Linked DNA regions of Mus musculus: region 1 is linked to region 2. The links are chromatin contacts, called in public HiChIP or PLAC-seq maps. All regions are on one chromosome and are shown on one strand. The core of a region is the stretch at or near the end of the contact, and the rest is flanking DNA. Distances in the headings are between cores, read along the strand shown. Region 1 holds the start of Tmem165 (transmembrane protein 165). Region 2 overlaps Clock (circadian locomotor output cycles kaput).

The links. HiChIP or PLAC-seq counts read pairs in DNA pulled down with a chosen protein or histone mark.
Region 1: an H3K27ac HiChIP or PLAC-seq map of embryonic stem cells shows a contact between it and region 2, with 7 read pairs. The contact joins the promoter of Tmem165 here to the enhancer-like site in region 2. A contact is called at or near these places in 3 of 39 promoter capture datasets (the C10 cell line, the HPC-7 cell line and pre-B cells), 4 of 484 Hi-C or Micro-C datasets (CD8 T cells, nephron progenitors, regulatory T cells and 1 more), 1 of 115 datasets of contacts at active chromatin or transcription factors (embryonic stem cells) and 2 of 9 other capture datasets (adipose tissue and pancreatic islet).

Annotation. Positions count from the first base shown.
Region 1 is chr5:76,182,621-76,185,320 of GRCm38.p6, forward strand. It overlaps Tmem165 (transmembrane protein 165), which reads left to right and starts at 1,260. Exons shown (of 6, transcript NM_011626.2): 1 at 1,260-1,732. The coding sequence starts at 1,526.
Region 2 is chr5:76,284,524-76,287,223 of GRCm38.p6, forward strand. All of the region lies in intron 2 of Clock (circadian locomotor output cycles kaput), which reads right to left. Among named protein-coding and RNA genes, the nearest start is that of Clock, 19 kb to the right of the region's middle. Within about 2 kb of position 1,333, at least 8 of the 459 cell types and tissues checked have an H3K27ac peak or open chromatin away from gene starts, as enhancers often do. A contact at or near this core is called in embryonic stem cells, where this site is marked.

The DNA of each region.
Region 1 (2,700 bases), core at 10-2,509, 100 kb before region 2:
GCTGTAGCCCTTGAGCCATTTGCTTTTTCTTTGCTTTATGTGGGGTAACTAGAATTTAGCCAGGAGGCCTTTCTCTGAGATGATCATAGACTAGAGAACGCCAGGAAAAAAAATAATAAACCTGGTCCCTAGCAGAACTCAAGGATCCGTGACACCTAACTCTTCTGCCTCCATCTACTGGGCTGCTTCTTTTATTCTCTCCACTTGACACTCCTATCTCCTCTGCAGGCCCTTTTGAGCAAGGCAAATCTTTGCAGAAAAAGGAGGTGGCTGAAGGAGTCTAGACTTCTGATCCCTGTCATGTTGTATTCTGAGGGCTCAGGACATTTACACTCCAGGAATGAACTTGGAGGTACAACAACTGCACCCCAAACTATGTGTAGGAAGCATCTTGGTTATCTCACAATACTGGGAGCATAAATAAGCTATAGCTTGAAGGGTTCTGTAAGGAGCAATGCTGAGTAGGCTAAGGAGAGGTTGCAAGAATGGCTTGTGAAACAGGAGTAGGATTTAGATTAGTGCCTGGCACATGGTTAGCAATTTGTGGTGTGTGTGTGTGTGTGTGTGTGTGTGTGTGCGCGCGCGCGTACGGTATCTCAGCTTTTCTTTAGAAAAAAAAAAAAAAATCCAGCCCTAGTCTAACGCCTAACTAACCATTCTTTCCTGTCTTCTACTTTTGCCTACTCAAGGCCTCCATCCCACAGAAACCCTAACCACTCAACTCCAAACCTTTTCAGGATATCCTATTTCAGGATAAGGCATCCTGAGCCAGGGCAGTGATGACTTTTGGTCTGCGGCTATTCAACAATGTTTTAAAATCAAGCTTGGACGTTCTCATCTTTTACTTCCGAATCTTACTTCAGAACCTTCAAAAAACCCCAGCATATGGACCCCCAAAGAACATTCTGTGTAGGCGGTCCAGGGACGTGGTGAGGGTGGGTGGATCGTAACTTAAAGGTGTGGCAGTTCCTGCCACGTAGGTAGCGGGGCTGGGACTCACTTGACATTTAATAGAAGTGGAGGTGGCGGCGGCTTAGGCCTTAAAGACCTAAGGCTCTTGAGGAAGTACTGGTAGGAGCCTGGCAGCCTGACCTCTCCAGGGCCAATAAGGGGGTCTCTGGTGGGACCCGAGAGGACGCAGGGAGAGTCCATCAAGCAGCTCCAGCTACCTGGCCCGGCGCGCCGGGTCCAATAGGACCAGTGAGCGAGCCGCACCTCAACCTGCCGGAAACGTCACGACGCCGGGCTGACGTCGGGCCAATGGGAGGTCGTGTTGGCCAGGGGGCGGGCCGGAGGAGTTGGGCCGCGGAGGCAGTTGGAGGAGTGTGTGGCTTCTGCTGCCCAGCTGCTCCGGAGCTCCCGCCGCCGGTCCGTCCCGGTCCGGTCCCCGCGTCCCGCGTGCTGCAGGGCTGCCCCCTGAGCGGCAGCCAGGCCTGACGGAGGCGCCTGCCGGCACGCCGGGCTCGACGCTTCCCTTCGCCTGCACTTCTTCCTGCCGCAGCGCGGTGCCGGCTGGGCGGGCGGGATGGCGGCCGCGGCCCGGGGGAGCGGCCGGGCGCCGACGCGAAGGCTGCTCGTGCTCTTGCTGCTTCAGTTGCTCTGGGCCCCGGCCGGGGTCCGCGCCGGCCCGGAGGAAGACCTGAGCCATCGGAACCAGGAGCCGCCGGCGCCCGCCCAGCAGCTGCAGCCGCAGCCCGCGGCGGTGCAGGGCCTCGAGCCGGCCCGGGCCGAGGTGAGAGCCCGGGCTGGTGGGGATGGGGCGGGCTGAGGCCGCGGAGCCCGCAGTCGGGTACCAGGCTCCCGCGCTGGCGGCGCCGCCCTCTTTCCGAAGAGGCTGGGGGAGGGGAGCCGGCCCCTGCTCCGCTCGCTGGGAGGAGGGTGACAAGACGGCTTTCTTAGGCGCGGCCTGGCCTGGCCTGGCTGCTTGGGGGAAGGGAAAGTGAGGGCCCCAACCGGGGCTCCCCAGAGGTCCTCTAGATCCCTGGTACCGACAGGCTTGCTCTGGATTCTGCCTTCTGCTGATCACATGGGCCATACTGAAAAGACTGGAAATCATCATCCCAAGTAGAAAGTTTTTAGTACAGAGCCGCTGGGAGACTTGTCTCTCTCGAAGTAGCATCACATTGTTGGAAGTATCAGCCATTGTTGAAGCAACCCAACCAGAGATGCTCACCCGAATTCAGCTCGGCACACCCTGTGGTTCTTGCCAGATACAGTGTCTAGAGATTATGCGTTGCCACCCTCCCTTAAAAAAAAAAAAAAAACAAAAAAACGTGTTTTGGCATGAAGGAAGTTGCCCTTGAATGCAGAGACTTGTGCCCAAAGGTAGAGCGCTCTATAGTGAGGGATTCCAAAACTCCATTTATAGGTAAACTAGAGCCTCATAAGTTTCTTTAACCATTACCAGATAGATAGAAATTAACCTTTTAATCTATGTTCGTAGAATTTCTCCTTTCTATGTTACTTTCCTCTGAGTTGGACTCTCTATTTCCAATTTTGACTCCTACATTCTGGAGTTTTTTTAGTCTCTTAGTAGGGTCCATTTTGGCATTCCCTTTCCTACTTCTGTCTTTATCTGCCCTCCAAGAGAATGGCTGTCCTGACTTGAGTACAGATCAGGGTGACCGCAGGATAGATATTCATTTTCCCATCACCATGCCGTTCCAGCTAAACCCCAGGTCTTTTAGGGACCCACCACTG
Region 2 (2,700 bases), core at 83-2,582:
AATTTCCTTTTTCTTTGTATGTCAAGAAAATTTGCCCTGTATTCTAGACACTCCAAACATTGCCCCAGGACTTGAGGCTCTCGTAAGGCCCCCTGGGACTATGACTTTAGGTTCGGATCACAGACCCTCAGTTAGCCTTCTGGGGGTGGTGGTCCCCATGCAAGTTCCAATGTTTAAAGCTTCTGCTTCGCTGTTTGGGGGTCACCCCATCTATGTGCATAGCTTGAGCTGTGGTTTATCTTATAGGTCATTCTCTGCTTCCTTATATATAAACATGAAAATTTTAAAGATTTTTAATAAGGAAGGCTACAAAGAAAAGTAGCAGACTATGCCCCAAATACGTTTATAACATTTGGTCTAAGTTCACAAGGACACTAAAATCCCACCATATTACAAGTAAGAAAAAAAAAAAAAAAAAAAAAGCATGCCTCTGAGCTCAGAGAGAAGACTGAAGATACCGAGTGAAGTCCATACAGTTGTTAAGACTGACCAGAGTGCCTGCGGAAGCTTCCAAAGGCACGTATCCCGTAATCTGACAAGGTCAGCTTCTGGGTTTTACCCAAAATGAAAAGTAAGTACATGAACACGAGCAGTTGCAAACCAGACCCAAGTATTACAGCAACTCCATTATTACTATTTAAAAAGACGGAACATAGTAGGGTGCTCCAATCTGACAGAAATTGGGAATGCCGATCTCATCAGTATCTAGCTTTCAGTGTAGGGGAACTTCAAAGGGTTAAAAAGCTAAAGGCCCATCACAGTGTAGAGAGAAACCAAGAGAGCAATACAAATGAAGCAATACAAAGTATCCTACAGAATGGGCATACATGTACACATAGGTATGCCCTAAAACCTAGGAAAGAAAGGAAATGTGTTAGAGACAAAACTATGGTTTTGTCCAGAGAGGAACAGTACATTCCAAAGCCAAGCATCAGCAAGAACAGAGCATCTGTATAGCCGTGTAAAATTAAAGAAGTACAGGGCAATTTTCAGAGTGTGTGTGTGCGTGCGTGTGTGCGTGCGTGTGTACCTGGTTTTTTTTTTTGGGGGGGGGAGGGTAGGTGAGGTAGGCAAGAAAAGAAAGTCAAAAGGGAAAAATCAGGAAATAAAGGAGAATGTGAAGCAAATTGCCCTCAGTTACGCAGGACTAAAAGTCTGACTCTTCGGGCTCTCACCCTTGACTATAGTGCTATGCACTGGGAAGGAGACTCTGAGCAAACTCCCCAGAGAAATTTTAGGGAGAGTCAACACTGGCAGACTAGAGGACTGCCCTGGATGAAGAGCTGCCTTGGGGCAAATGGATAAACTGAACAACTTAGCCTCAGGGTTCATCGTGGGAACAAACGGGGGAGGGGAGCGCAACCCTTTCAACTGCTAATTTGGTAGTTACCAAGGACTTTACTCTGTTCAAAGCACTGTATTGAGTACTTTACATATTAATTCCACCTTCACCGCATCCCTGTGTGCTGTCTATTAAGTACTATTCCAGTGACTATATACACACCCAAGTAATAATTTTTAAAAGACTACAAAGAAAGGAATAAAAAAATCTACTATTAACAATCTCTCAAAAAACAAATAATTAGTTATAATTAGTAAAATATGAACAAGCCTTCTATATTAAAAGTTTATTATTTTCCAAATTTATTTTTATATGGATATTTTGCTTGCATGTATGTAATATGTGTACCATATGTGTGCAGTGCCTATGGCTGCCAGAAGACGGTGCCAGATCCCCTGGGATTAAAGTTACAGATTCACCATGTGGATGTTGAGACCCTGGCCTGGGTCCTGTGAGAGTTGAGCAAGTGCTAGTAACCACTGAGCCATCTTTCCAGCCCCATGTTTTCAAAGTTTTTTTATAAAACTATGTAAAAGAAAAAAAGCTGAGTAGTATGCAAATTTAATACAACCCAATCAAAATGCCAATTAAGATGTATTTTTAGATATACACAGGATTCCAAATGGAAAGGCATAGGATAGCTAAATTCAATTTTGAAGAAAAGAATAAGTGACAGAAGTCACTCCAACTTGATTTCAAGATTATGTTACTGTAGTAAATCAAGACTGTCTGGGATTGGCAGAGGAAAAGATATAGTAAGCAAACAGATTAAGCCTGACACAAAAGCAGACAACAGTATTGAAAACAAATAAGCAGCCTACTGGAGAAGGATAACCTTTCAACAATAATACTATAGAAAATGTGGCATAAAATCATAGGCAATTAAAAGAAACCTCATCAAGGGACCCCTTACCTGATCTTCAACCTTTATACAAGAAACTCAAAATACATCTACATTGGGGGTGGGGGTGGGGCTAGGGTGGGAGGTAAAGCCATATACCTGTAGCCAGGAGAATCATCCCTGGAGCTGGATGCAGAGCTGTTAAGCCACTCAAAGTAAGTGCAGGGCATTAAATTCCAGTCCTCTGGAAGAGCAGGGAGTGTTCCCAGCCTCTGAACCATCTCTCCAGCCTCCAGATAGATCATGTATTTAAATGCAGACCACCGATCTATAAACGGGAAAAACCATAGGGACCTACAACTTGGTGTAATTCTTCAGCATGACTTCAAATACAAATACACGATCCACAAAAACTGAAAGCTTTCATTCCACAAAAGACTCTTAAAAGTCAAAAAACCAAACAAAATAACGACATAACAAAATAAGAATAAAAATAACAACAAAAACCAGGTAACCC